Regions from separate parts of the Mus musculus genome. Here all the other regions are linked to region 1. Evidence: chromatin contacts called from public promoter capture Hi-C data. All regions are on one chromosome and are shown on one strand. The core of a region is the stretch at or near the end of the contact, and the rest is flanking DNA. Distances in the headings are between cores, read along the strand shown. Region 1 holds the start of Asb17 (ankyrin repeat and SOCS box-containing 17). Region 2 has its middle 24 kb from the start of Gm40182. Region 3 overlaps Gm52620 (a long non-coding RNA gene). Region 4 overlaps St6galnac5 (ST6 (alpha-N-acetyl-neuraminyl-2,3-beta-galactosyl-1,3)-N-acetylgalactosaminide alpha-2,6-sialyltransferase 5).

Region 1 (3,196 bases), core at 404-2,903:
ACTAACCATATAAAGTACATAGAAACAAACAAATGTATGGAGAAATGTATCAAGGTTGTTGATGAAGGAAATCATGGAAACTCTGGGCTGGAGAGAGAGTTCAACAGGCTCTCTAATCATGAGGACAGGAGTCCAGATCTGAGGCAGGAGGATCACTGGAGCGCAGGGAGAGAGTACGCCTGAAAGGAACAGGCTCAGACTGGTAGACAAGGCCATTTGCCTTCTTCTGGCCTCTGCATATATGCACACACAGATACATAAGAAAATACATCCCTTTCAAAAAGGAAGTCATAACTGGCTGATCTGAAAGGGAGACTTAAATAATTGAATGTCCATCTTAAGTTTCTAGATAGAAACACTCAACATTTAAACATCTTTCAAAAGATATTAGTTCATACATCAAGTATGGTTATAGATGAATATGAAGATTCATCATGATATAAAAGTAATGATAAAAGGAGCCACATAATTGTGGCAGAACAAAACATTGGAAAACTTTGCAGAATTAAACCCAACTAAATATGTTCCAATTAATCCAACCCATCGATTTCCCTGTCTCTCAAAAGTCAATGATGCACTAAGACTTTTAAGTGGTAATTTCAATAACCTCATGGGTTGTGTTTTTAATGTTGATTTGCATCTTATTTTTGTATGTAAGCATGGTATCTCTGTACATGTGTGCATAAGTATGTATGTGTTTATGTGTGTGTGTATGTGTATCTGTGTGTGTGTAAATGTGTGTGTGTGTGTGTAAATGTGTGTGTATGTGTGTGTGTGTTTATATGCAGATCTCACTGTGTGCATGTGCTCAGAGGGTAACTTGCAGAAATCCATTTTTTCCTAACATCTGGGTTCTGGGATCCCACGCAGGTTTCTCGGCTTGACATCACACTTTTACTCACTAAGCTGTCTCACTGGCCCTGGGAGCTGTTATCTATTGTGTAATATGCTTCATCTAAGATATAGAAATGGGGTATGTCAGCAAAGTGACAGAATAGGAAGCCCCAGGTCTTCATCCTTACCAATGCCTGGACCAACTCTGTTCTCTGAAATACAGAAACCAGGGTTCTCCATTTAAACTATATGTCCAGCCTAGATTTGAAGTTTTAAAGGGCTAAAAAATTTAATCTATATCCTTATATTATGTAAGTAATTGCATTTCTAATGTACTTAATATCAAACCATGTGTTTATTTTTTAAATGATATTCCAATTATATACTTTCTGCCAGGCTTGCAGAAAAAACATTCCAAAACCACATTTCGAGATTTTATTTACGAGGGTGTCACGTGTGGGGATGGCAGACTCCCTCCTACACGGGAACGAACCAGTGAGGCCTAAGAGAAGGCAGCACTCACGCAGATCTCACGAGCTGTACCTGACTAGGGTCACATGACTAATCAATATTAATATGTAGTGTGATGTACACAGGGTGCTTCTCACACCTGAGAGACACACGGCATAGACAGAGTGGAATCTTTGTAAAGTTTCCTCTTAGCTCTCCTGCATGCCATTGCTATCCTTTAGGTTTTTCATATGTCACCAACTTCACAACCGCCTCAGGTTTCTGACCCGGGCTGATGACGGCTCTGCAGGTATTGTGATGTCACCCTGCTGCCTTCCCTCTGGCTGATGAGGGGCACGCCTGCGTCTGGAGTAGAGCCTCCCACATTATCAAGGCCTGTGACTGAGGAATGGCAGCATGACTGCCCACCGTGCTCTTCCTACCCTTAAGAAGCAATGAATAACTCTTCTAAATTATGCCGGAAGACGTCTTTTCCAAGAAGCAATATATTCTGTAACCTTGTTGACAAGATAGTTAAGCGGCCCTCTCTGCAGTTTCTGGGCCAATGGGGATACCACTGCTATGAACCCAGGATTTACAGAACCCTGGCAAAAATCCTGAGGTATGTTGACTTGGACGGCTTTGACATACTCCTCACGGACTATATTGCTTTTGTGGAAAAGTCAGGACACCGTTTTGAACTCAACTTTAACCTTGAGTTTACTGAAATATGCGTGAATACCATTCTGTACTGGGTTTTCGCCAGGAAAGGTAATCCTGACTTCGTGGAACTGCTTCTCAAGAAGACGAAGGACTATGTCCAAGACAGAAGCTGCAGCCTGGCGCTGATATGGAGGTAATCTCATGCTTTGTCCAGAGAGAGGTGTGTCTGGGAGAGGGCAGGGCTGTCTGCTTAGCTCAGCTTGTGAGGTGGGAATGTGTCATTGGGTTTTACCTGTAGTGCGCACTATCAAGTCATGCTGGATCTGCTCAAGGAAAGCAATGTTAGCAAACGCATGGAAAATTCCTTAAAAAGCAACAGACCTTGCCTTACGCCATACTGCGGCCACTTCTTTTGGTCTCCTGAGAGTGTACACTTGCAGTGTGCGTACGGTTCACTCAGAACATTCCTATCACGAGTGGTGCTCAGTCAACACAGCTACGTTGTGTCAGGTCTTAATAAATTTTATTTCAATTCTTCCACAACTGAGTTCAGTGAAAACCATGGTCCTTACAGGCCAACTTTTTACAGCCCGAACTTGTCAATCTGTCTGACAATGTCACGAAACTAAAAGCTCCAGGTGACTGTCTTATAGCTCAAGAGTTTGATCCAATGCTAATCAGTTCTCGGCCCGATCAGAACAGATGTGCATTGGCTCCTTCATTCAGGAAAATGTTTATGCATCACAATCTCTGCAGTGGCAGGAGCAGGTGTCAGCGACACACAAGGCCCAGGTCAGAGACCAGGCAGGGTGGGTTCTGCTGGGAGCAGCCCTGCATCCTGGCTGCATCACTCTGCCGCTCAGAGCATGCAGGACTGTGTTCCTGAATGATCATCCCAGCACATGAATGGGTAGCTGGGGTCTAGAAATAGTAAATAACTCCCTCCCCCCATAGGACTTGTGGTGGATTGAATATCCTTGGCCCATGGTAAGTGGCACTATTAGGAGATGTGGCCTTATTGGAGGAAGTGTGTCACTGTGTAGGCAGGCTTTGAGGACTCTTAGTGCTCAAGTTCCACCCAGTGTGGAAGAGAGCCTCCTCCTAACTGCCTACACAAGGCAGTTCCCCTTCTGTTGCCTTCGGATCAAGATGTAGAATCTCTCAGCTCTTTCTACAGCACCATATCTGCTTGGATGCTACAGTGCTTCCTGCCATGATGATAATGGACTGAACGTATGAACCTGTAAGC
Region 2 (3,206 bases), core at 134-2,633, 800 kb before region 1:
CCTTCTGCAGGGTGGAATGCCTGGGAAGGGAAGCTTATTGGCTAAGCCCTCAGGGCCTCTAGGTACCTCATTAGCATGGAGAACTCTGTTCTGAGCCTACCTGACCACCGGTCACGTGATCCAGGTCAGGAATCTGACAGGGAGCAGGGAGCTGCCTACTGTCTCAGGTGTGTACCCGAGTTTCTGTGGACTCAGATCCTCTCTACCTTACCAAGTTTCCTGGCAAAGTCCCAACAAGAATCATTGAGGCTGCCTGTCTTGGCTTCATTGCTTTTGCAACGAACACTGCAGAAATTTTAATAAAATGTACTCTTCTGTTACCTTAAGTGTTCCGAAGAAAAGTTTGTTGGAATATGTAAGAAAATTTCAAGCATCCCAGAGCATTGTATGTGAGCATCAATGAGAGAATTTAGGTCAGGAATACTGTGACAGAAAGTTAACATGGATTTTTAAAAAATAAAGCATTTTTTAAATTGACTCACAAATGAAAACATTGCACGGTTAATTTAAGAAAGTCATTCAAACACTTGTCCATTTCTGAACTTGGCACAGCCCTGTGTCTGTATGTTTGGAAAAGCCATCTACAGCCAGGGAGCCTCACTTAGAAAGCAGCATTAATTTTTATGAAATGAAGTTTGTTTGTGAGATATCACTTTTCTCTAAGATGGTTTACTAAAAATGGTTCAATAACTATTCTTTCTTAATTTTACCATTATGATAATGATTAATCTGCAAATTATTAGCAAGCAGTCTAGTTGTCCAAACTTGAGAGAGAGAGACAGAGAGAGAGAGGGATTGAGAGAGAGAAAGAGAGATTGAGAGAGGGAGAGATTGAGAGATTAAGTGAGAGAAAGAGAGAGATTGAGAGAGAGAGAGAGAGAGAGAGAGAGAGAGAGAGAGAGAGAAAATGCAGTTGAATCAATGGTCTTTATTCTATATCCTCCTCTCCAACTGCAGTATAGCCAAGAAGGCAAGACTCGACAGTGGGGTACAGAGCTCAGAAACTGTTCATTGGAGAACTCTAACCAAGCTACTTGCTTGCTGTCCAACCATTTTCCCTCAGGTATTCATGAAAACTGTCTTATGCACTGCTCTATGCAACACCAGACACTGAGAGTCCATTCCAGCGCAGAGAGTTGATGTTCATGTCTCAGGTAGTGCTTGTGGGTGACCTGTAGGCTTCCTGGGCTGTTTCCCCTTCTTCAACACGTGGGAATGCAATAGGCAGATGGAGAGGTGGTGTGTGGGAAGTAAGCTGCAGTACTTCCTCGGCAGCCTACCATCCGCCCGGGCTCGGCTGCAAGTCCCTCTTCTTTAGAGCTTCTTGCTCCTCATCTCTGTCCTTTCTGTCTAGGCTGTCACCAGCATTCTCACCTGGAGCCAGTTCTCACTGACACAAGCTAGATGTGCCTATAGCCTGCCTACATAGGGATGAGTACACAGCGTCCCCCACAGGCTTGTGTGTCTGAGGATTTGGTCCCTGGCTGTCGATGCTCCTGGGGGAAATTGCAGATGCTTTGAGAGGTGAAGCCTAGCAGGTAGAAGTGGGTACATCCTGCCTTGTCACCCACTCCCCCGCTGGTAGCCATCGCAGAGCATCTGCAGCATAGATTCTTCTTGGGGAGGGCCTTGACGTTCATATGGGATGACTTCCTGTCTCAGCCCTGTTTCCTGCTCGCCCAGGATCTGGGCAGCCAGCCTCATGCTCCTCCCATTATTACAGAGAGCCACTCCTACCAGCGTGATGTGTTGTGCCTTCAAACCAGGAGCTCAGATAAATTCTTTTTCTTAAGTTGCTTCTTGTCAAGTATTTGGGCTACAACAATGAGAACACTTTATTATCCAAAAGCTTTGCTTTGAAGGGAGAATTCCATCCACAGTGGTTTATCTGGGTTATCTCCCGGTGAGTCTGTAGGCTGCTCCCTTCACTCTTAGCCTTCTCTCCCGTACCAGAGTGACCTACCTGTGAACCAGAGCTGAGAGTCTATTCCACATCACAAGTGGGTCATGAGTGATCTCCCATGGGGCCCAAGGTGTTGAAGAGTGACTGGTAAAGGATTCATGCTGATGCAAAAGAGTAGCTGGGAAGCCACGGGCCTTCCGGCTTCTTGAACCACTTCTAATTTAAGGTGGATTGCTGCTGAGCCCATCCAGTTTTATGAGCTGGGGAGTCTGAGGGAGCCCAGGTCATGGTGAGCAGTTCACACCATGTGGTCACTTGTTGCCCCGTGGGCTGTCTCCTTCACAAAGCCCTAGGCAAGACTGCAAGCATATCTTTCCAAGTTAGTGCAGCTATTTCTGATCCTCTTTCCTGATAGCGATGGAAGAGAATTCATTTGCCAGATCAATAGCTGTACAGCCTACATGTGAGTTTGTGCTAATCTGCACTGCCATAGATAACGTATCTAGCACAGCAGCTGCAGTCAAGGCTCCTGCTTTTCAGATTTTCACCACTATACAGTCATCCTCCAGGATCCATCTGCTTCATTATGGAGGCCAGACTTGTGAGTTATGTGGTGTGATGATTGGGTGACTAATGCCATGCCCTTCAGGCCTAGAAGTGGCACCAATGCCTGCTGAGACATGATAATTTTAGTTCCTTATCTTATGCTTAGAGGCTTCTACTTAGCTTTTCTCCATATGCTAGCTCCTGACAATATTAATAATACCAACTACTATACCAACTACTAGACGTGGTATATACCTATATACCAATACACATACACACACACACACACACACACACACACACACACACACACACACACACGTGTGTGTGTATGTGTGTGTATATATATATACATATATATATATGTACATATGTATATGTACATATATATACATTTATGTGTTTGGAGATTGTATTAGTTATGTTTCTCATTTCTGTAACAAAATTCCTGACAAAGGCAAGTTAAGGGTTTTCTCTGGCTCCTACATGAGTGTAATCCATTGTGGTACAAAGGACTTGGCAGCAGAAGCCTGAATTGACTGATCACACTGCATCAACAGTCAGGAAGCAAAAGGTCATGGATGCTCATGCTTATTCAGCTTTCTCCTTTTCAACCAGGTCAGCACTCCACATTGAGGGTGAGTAGGTCTGTCTCAGTTAACCCTCCTCCCCACATAGACTATAGACTCTCCCACACTCATAGACTGTAGACCCCCACACAGAGACTATGGACTCCTGCACAGACTATTGACTCCTA
Region 3 (3,270 bases), core at 201-2,700, 740 kb before region 1:
GCATACAATTTTTTAAAAACTCTTGTGTTTATTTTGTGCATGTGAGTGTGTGCCTGCGCATATGTGTATATGCATGTACATGTGTGTGCTTACGTGTGTGCATACATGTGAGTGCATGCTCACATAGGTGCACACACCTCTGCAGGCATATAGAGGTCAGAGGATGACATACAGGAATTGGTTTTCTTATTCTATGATGTGGGTCTTGGGAATCCAACTGAGGTAATCAGGTTTGGGGGGAAGTGCCTTACCCTGCAGAGCTTGGCCTGACATTCAATTTGTGATAGATTAGATGGTGGCTTGCTGGTAAAAATGTAGCCCCTGGCCATTTGTCTGTGTGCCTGTGGCTACAGCAGGGCTATTGGAATGGGAACTGGGATGGGTGGACAGATACGTAGGGCTTTATATTCTACAGAGTCCTGTTACAACATCAGGTGACCACAGCTGTAAGAGTCTGAAGCTCAGAGCACGCACTGTGCTTTGTGACCGTTTGCTTTAAATCCCACTTAATTACTCGAAGCTTCTTACTTGGTGGTCAGAAGAAATTAAAGGGGTGTCTGTTAGTGAATCGGAGCCCTTTGGGGGAAGTCCTGGTCCACAGCAGCTTGCTAAATGCGTGGGGAGAATTTCTTCTTTGTTCCTTGACCCCAAATAATTCTATATTATCATGTTTATTGTCTTTCTATTGATTATTACCAGAAAAAAATGGTTGATTACACTGCATCTAAATCAATAGTTCATAGGAATCCTACTTGTGAGAGGAACCACACACCTCTAAAGTATTATACCCAGTTGTCCTTTTGAAAACACAAGCTATAAAACCTACTTTTCTCCCACACTATCTTCTAATTTAAAAGAATTATCCCTCCCCACCACCACTTAAGTTAGATTGACTCTTTTAATAAAGCCTTGTTTATATTCCTGGGCACAAATAAAAAAAATATCATGATTAAATAAATTTGAGCATCCAGGATTAGACCAGCTCACTACGGGAGACTGCAAAATGTTCTAAGATAAAAGAGACCACAGGATGGGAATAAGTGATAAAAAACCAAGCCATTATCTCATTGAACAAATGGAAGTGGACACTGGGGCCAAAATGGGCTGATCACATCAAAGATCTCCTCCCCTTCAGCTGGGTTGCCAATACAACTTGATCAATGGAGTGAACTAGTTCACTGAATGCTGCCCACCCTGATGTCTGAACATACTTTAGAATGTGTGAGTGTGGGTATGTATATGTGTGTCCAATCTGATTGTCAGAAAAGATAGCTTTTAATTAGAGAAACTGAAAACAACACAATTGTTTCCCCAAACTTGGAGGCCAAGGTATGGATGTATGATCTGTTCTTTGGCAAAGAGAGACAGCCAGAGCGTGCTCGGAGCTGCCTGCTGGCAAGGGACAGAGCAGGGCTGTGTTGCAGGGCTGTGCCCACACTTCTCTGGAGAGAGGCAGCAGCCAGTTTTCAGAGGCAGAGAGGCTGGTTCTGGATTGGTTGGAAGAACTCATCACAGACTCTGTGCCCGCTCTGCTGGCTTCATCAGAACATCTTTGCATTGTGTGATTTTGGACATGCTGTAGTCGGTGGAGCCAACATGCCCGGCTCTCCCAGAATTTTAAACAATACTCTGTACCCTGTTATTGAATCCACTCTCCCCTCCTGTAAGTCAGAATCAGCTGTTATTTTCAGTGGAGTCATGCATCCTAATGTCACGTGGCACTACCTGAGGCTCCCAACACTGTCCTTCTGTGGCTTCTTCCTGTAAATGCCACTGAAATAAATTTTACTTTGTGTTGTATTATATTTAGAAACCTTGGAATCAGTTTTTGAGAGCATGCACCATAGCTCATTCATGTTGCAGGATAGTTTATCACAACTGTGAACCCCAAGATGGTGTTGTTTACTGGAAAAAGCTGTTCCTAGTTGTAGTGAGGCTCAGCCTTAGCACACATCTTTAATACCAAACAATAAAGGTAAAATTAGTTTTTGGAAGGAAGCCCCCATGTTTGAAAGTGATATCTAATAGAGTGGCAGACAAATAGACAAATCAGAGAAAGAGTTGACAGAATAGGGTATACACAACTCTCACAAGAACAGACAGAAAAGTGAGACTCCTTAAGAGACAGCAGCGAGAGGAGAGGAGGCAGTTTTACCAGGAAAGATTTCTAGAGACAGGTTGAAGAGAGAACAACTAGGCACAGGTGAAGACAGATCAAGCCAGAGAATGAGAAGAAGCCAGAAGATTAGAACAGATTGCCAGAATTAGTGGCCAAGCAGAGAGAAAAAAGTCAGAGGCCAAGAGAGAAGCCAGATTGAATCAGTTAGCTTGGAGAGAAGTTTGAGCCAGAACAGCGGAGTTGAGTCAGCCAACCAGAGAACAGAAGGAACTAGAAAGGAAAGAGCTTATTCAGGAGTCTCAGAGGCTGAAAACATTCTAGGCCTAGTTTACATTGTATGGAAGCTAGAACCTTCCAGGACTAGGCCAAGGTTAGCAGATGGAGGCAGTAAGCCTATGAGATGAGAATTAAATCAAGCGGATATGTTACTTTTATACATTAATCTTTGCATACCTCTGTCAATGCCTCGGCCACTGCCAAAAATTACAAAGTTGATCTGAGTAGAATATGAATAGACAGACTTTGAGCTGCAAGAGAACAGTATAGACCAAGTTATCTGAGAGTGGACTGGGAACTCTAAGGAATGCTGAGAGAACAGTCCAAATCTCTTCTCTAAGAGGTAAGACTTTGTCATTGAGGTTTTTCCCATGAGGCTCTGCCTGTTAGGTCCAGGTCAGTAATGGCCTGAGTGATATGAGCAAGCCTTGCTATCAGAATTCCCCTTCAGCATCTATTCACTAAGCAAAAAATAATGTATGTATGGGATTAGTGATGCAGGGGCTGCCAGGAACCTGGGCACTCTATGTAGCCTTTGAAGGTCATATTTGAAGGTCATATGGAAGTACCAGGTGAAATGTTTGTATGGCCAGGGCTGACAGCATGACTTTCTGAGCCTACTTCCCTTGTGTTTCCATCCAGTGATGGGGGCTGTTAACTCCAGTAAAGAGTGTACATTTCTAGAATTGTACACAATTCTGGAATCTTAGAAGATGAAAGGAAGAGGTCACACAATTAGCTCAGGTTTAGTGGAAGGCGGATGGTGTCGTGAATCACACACCAAGGGGATGATTGTTTTAAAACAGCATATGAAGCAGGCTTTGGAAAGCACCAGATGGTCCCATGGCCAAAAGATTTACATCCTATTTGCTTTG
Region 4 (3,638 bases), core at 283-2,782, 980 kb before region 1:
CCCTGCCCATGTGTTCTCTGTAGTTTCTGGGCCTCGAATGGCAAAGACATTTCTGAAATCCCCATATCAGATGAGGAAAAACAGGCAGTTTCCCACCTCCTAAAAGCCAGCCCTGAGGAGGACCCACTTTCAGATGCAGATCACAGGATACCTGTGAGGTCCAGTCATTAAAGGTGTGTGTGCTCGCTCAAGAGTGCACGGATGTGTGCATGTATATGTGTATAGGTACACTTGTGTACATATGTGTGGGTAAAAGCCAGAGAACAACCTCAGAATTGCTTCTTTAGATATCATTCACCTTGTGTTTTTTGAGGCAGGGTCTCTCCCTGGCCTGCAAGTCACTGAGGTTAGAATGGCTGACCATCAAGCTGCTGGGATGCGCTGTCTCCCTCCACTCAGACTGGGATTACAAGTGTGTGCCACCACCCCTGGCACTGAAAAAAAAACAACCATAGTTTTTGTGCATTTATTTTCCATAATATATACAATTGGATTGGAATTTTAAAATCACAATATAAAGCACAGCCAGTTTTGTGGAGTGTTGCTGGTCTGCAGCACGGCTGGACTGAAGCAAGAGAAGAACTTCCTTAGCTCTGAGTAAACCAGCTGGTGCCCATCACTAGACTGTGTAAAGGTTTAGACTCCTAGAAGTCTATTTTCTGGATGCTGCCACTTAAAAGACAGAGACCCTAACAGTGCCCCAAGCGAAAAGTGCACGGCACTTGCTTTCTATCTTAAGGCACAATTTCTCCTGAGAAATCAAAACTTTTCCTAAAATATTGTTTGGAAAGTTTTAACTCCAAGGCATGTGTTAATCTGAGGGTTATGTTGTGTGCCTGTAAACGTCTCAGCAGCTCATCTTCCAGGGAGAGGCAGGGTGTCAGCAAGGTGTCTGCTTCAGTGAGGTGTCTGTAGCTACCTTAATTTTCTGTTTTTATGGACGTGGTGGCAAATGAAAGCTTTCATTAGTATAATTAAAATTCCACTCTCCTCAGAAGAGACAAATGATCCACGCTGAGTTTCTAGGAACTGGCTACAGCCCAGATAGCACTGGGCTAGGTGTGTGTCTTATTAGCTGGAGGGAGAGAGTACCAATGGGGGTGTAGCTCGGTCTGAAGGAAGTGAGTGACTGTCTGTATATAAAAGGCATAGATATTCTTATTAGGAGGTCTGATTACGATCCTAAAGTTTCCCTGAAGCCTTCTGACACGGGTGAGAGGCACAACCCCGTAAATTGTCAGCATATAGAAGCTAAGATTTAGAAAGAGGCTTCTACTGTGCATCCCATAAAATGTGTCCCATGAGGAAGATTAGTATCAATCACAGGCTTATTGGAGAGCGAGATGGGGTCCAATGATAACCTGGCACCATCAACTAGAGTAATGGTCTAAGAAGCAAAAGCAATCAGAGAAGAGAATGGAATCTGCACAGAGAGACAGAAGTAGAAAGCCGGGTATAATGGATCACACTGATGAACAGGCGCTGTTGTGCAGCACAAAGGCAGGCGTGAGCGATGCCGCTCCGTGCACAATGGATACGGCCAACCACCCATCTTCGGGATGCCTCCGGAAACAGACCTGCCACCTTCAGAATCCCAGCTGCACACAGTGGTGCTAAACTACAATGAAGTCATTACCAACCTGAGAATACTGCTGGTTCCAGAAGCCGCTCGTGGGGCGGGAGGGGGTGCAGTGGGGGTGGGTTGAGGGGGGGAGGAGGAGGGGGAAAGCTGATGCTGCTTTCACAGAACTTCACGTGGGAGCTAGAAGAACAATATACCCCAGACCTAGCTGATTCGGATGCTGGGCTTACTCTCCAGGATGTGAGTCACTAAGCCGTGATGGAGGAACTGTGTGACTGCAGTTTGGAGACGAGACTGCTTGGACTGTTGGTTTTAGTACATAGTCCTTGTAAGCGGCAGTACTTCGTTTTCCTTGCCCCAACGTGAGGTAATCAGAGTGTGTCTCTCCCAGCCAACAGCAGACAGTGGGACATGGTGATGTCTGACCTTGGAGCTTTTGCCACACCTCTGTTCTGAGCTCCTTAGCTCCAGTGTCTGGCAGCCATGCTGGGAGAAAGCTCAGGAAACTCAGAGGCCACTTGGAGGAATCCCTACCCACAGCTCCCCTGAAGTCCCTGCTCTCAGCCAGCATGGGCACTCATCATTGGGGGTAGGGGTAGGGGGGTGATGAGATGTGATAGCGGGTCTGAGGCCCGCCTTGCTGCATCTGGTCAGCTCTTAGAAGTTGTAATTACAAACCTATGACTCCTGTGGTTTTCACCAAGCTTGGGGAAGTTTGAATGCTACCTGAAGTAACTGACATAAACCTCTACCCTTCCCCAGACTACACATCTGCAACAGGAAGGAAGATCAAACAAACAAACAAACAAACAAAATGTTGTAACTTCCTCACACTCTAGGGCCTCTCAGAACCATATTAAGGTCATTTTAAATGTGAAGACAGGGTAATCCTCTGAAAGACACTTTTCTTCAATGCAATCAGGACTACGAAGAAGACCATACCTGTCTAATTGTTGACATAGCCCCCTCCAGTCTTATCAGGACTGTTAGTTCATCATCGGCAAAATTCAGATCCTTGGCTCAATGTCTTGCATTATTTTAGTGCTATGAACTCGGTCTAACAGTATTTTAATGCAGAATATTGTCTAGATGTTTGTGCTGAAGTGTTACACTGGCCAGCATGTGCGAATATCTGTAACTTGAGTGTAAGACCTTTCTGTTTACAGAGATGGAATAATAAGGTAAGAATTTGGACAGATAACATGACACACCAGACACTCCTAAATTCCTGTGGCTATGAGGATTTGTCACATCCTTCTATTTGGGTGACAAAACACCATGCTAGGTTGCCTAGGCTGGTCTCAAACTCATGGGGACTGGTGATCAGCCTGCCTCACCTTCTCTAGTTGTTGGGATTCTGGTCACATACTACCATGCTTGGATCAAAGAACGTTCAACAACCACTGACTGAGTCAACAGGGTGTCCAGGCTGGTTTCCAGCAGAAGGGAATGCACACCCTAAAGGCTGCAATTGAAATCAGGACAGACATTTCTGGAACCTTCTACTACTTATAGACTACAGAGAACCAAGTGCGTAGGCCTGACTTGTCCACAGAGCTGGGTCACCTGCAAGCTCGGTGTGAAAGTTCCAGCAGGGTGGGGCTGGCTGACGCTCCAGATGGTCTGCTCAAACTGCTTCTGACTCGCTACTCCTACACTTATAAAGATGCAAGCTTCCATAACTTCCGTTCTCCCTTTGGAAGCAATTTCCATCTCAGTGTCATAAGAATGGAAACAGGAGAACAAAGCTTACTCCTGTCGAGTGTCACCAAGCACTTCTGTGGTGACAGCAAACCCTATGTCCCCTCTCTCCACTCAGCTGACAAAGCAGACCTCTTTCTTCTTTCATAGGTCCTATGTGGAGAAAATAACACGCCTTTCAATGTTCTGTGACACCAAGATTGCCCCTAATAAATGACATTGGGAATGTCTGGGTGGATCCGCCCTCTGCCCTGTCACCCAGAGGATGCAATTTCTACACAATGGAACAGTTTAAGGAGGGGTGGCTTGCTCTCCTCCCAGAAGCTCAGGAGAATTAATGTGGCTTCACTGTTTC

What was found. Promoter capture Hi-C pulls out the DNA fragments that hold promoters and counts their contacts.
Region 2: a promoter capture Hi-C map of hippocampal neurons shows a contact between it and region 1, with 2.9 times the contacts expected there. The contact joins the enhancer-like site here to the promoter of Asb17 in region 1. A contact is called at or near these places in 10 of 39 promoter capture datasets (the C10 cell line, cranial neural crest, embryonic stem cells and 5 more).
Region 3: a contact with region 1 is called in a promoter capture Hi-C map of hippocampal neurons, with 2.5 times the contacts expected there. The contact joins the enhancer-like site here to the promoter of Asb17 in region 1. A contact is called at or near these places in 5 of 39 promoter capture datasets (cranial neural crest, embryonic stem cells, hippocampal neurons and 2 more).
Region 4: a promoter capture Hi-C map of hippocampal neurons shows a contact between it and region 1, with 3 times the contacts expected there. The contact joins the enhancer-like site here to the promoter of Asb17 in region 1. A contact is called at or near these places in 12 of 39 promoter capture datasets (the 3T3-L1 cell line, the C10 cell line, HPC-7-derived erythroid cells and 6 more) and 1 of 115 datasets of contacts at active chromatin or transcription factors (differentiating embryonic stem cells).

The regions. Positions count from the first base shown.
Region 1 is chr3:153,842,594-153,845,789 of GRCm38.p6, forward strand. It overlaps Asb17 (ankyrin repeat and SOCS box-containing 17), which reads left to right and starts at 1,654. Exons shown (of 3, transcript NM_025758.4): 1 at 1,654-2,140. The coding sequence starts at 1,740.
Region 2 is chr3:153,043,043-153,046,248 of GRCm38.p6, forward strand. No RefSeq gene overlaps it. Among named protein-coding and RNA genes, the nearest start is that of Gm40182, 24 kb to the right of the region's middle. Within about 2 kb of position 1,384, at least 4 of the 459 cell types and tissues checked have an H3K27ac peak or open chromatin away from gene starts, as enhancers often do. A contact at or near this core is called in hippocampal neurons, where this site is marked.
Region 3 is chr3:153,104,346-153,107,615 of GRCm38.p6, forward strand. All of the region lies in intron 1 of Gm52620 (a long non-coding RNA gene), which reads left to right. Among named protein-coding and RNA genes, the nearest start is that of Gm52620, 28 kb to the left of the region's middle. Within about 2 kb of position 1,451, at least 7 of the 459 cell types and tissues checked have an H3K27ac peak or open chromatin away from gene starts, as enhancers often do. A contact at or near this core is called in hippocampal neurons, where this site is marked.
Region 4 is chr3:152,864,704-152,868,341 of GRCm38.p6, forward strand. All of the region lies in intron 2 of St6galnac5 (ST6 (alpha-N-acetyl-neuraminyl-2,3-beta-galactosyl-1,3)-N-acetylgalactosaminide alpha-2,6-sialyltransferase 5), which reads right to left. Among named protein-coding and RNA genes, the nearest start is that of Gm46830, 33 kb to the right of the region's middle. Within about 2 kb of position 1,533, at least 25 of the 459 cell types and tissues checked have an H3K27ac peak or open chromatin away from gene starts, as enhancers often do. A contact at or near this core is called in hippocampal neurons, where this site is marked.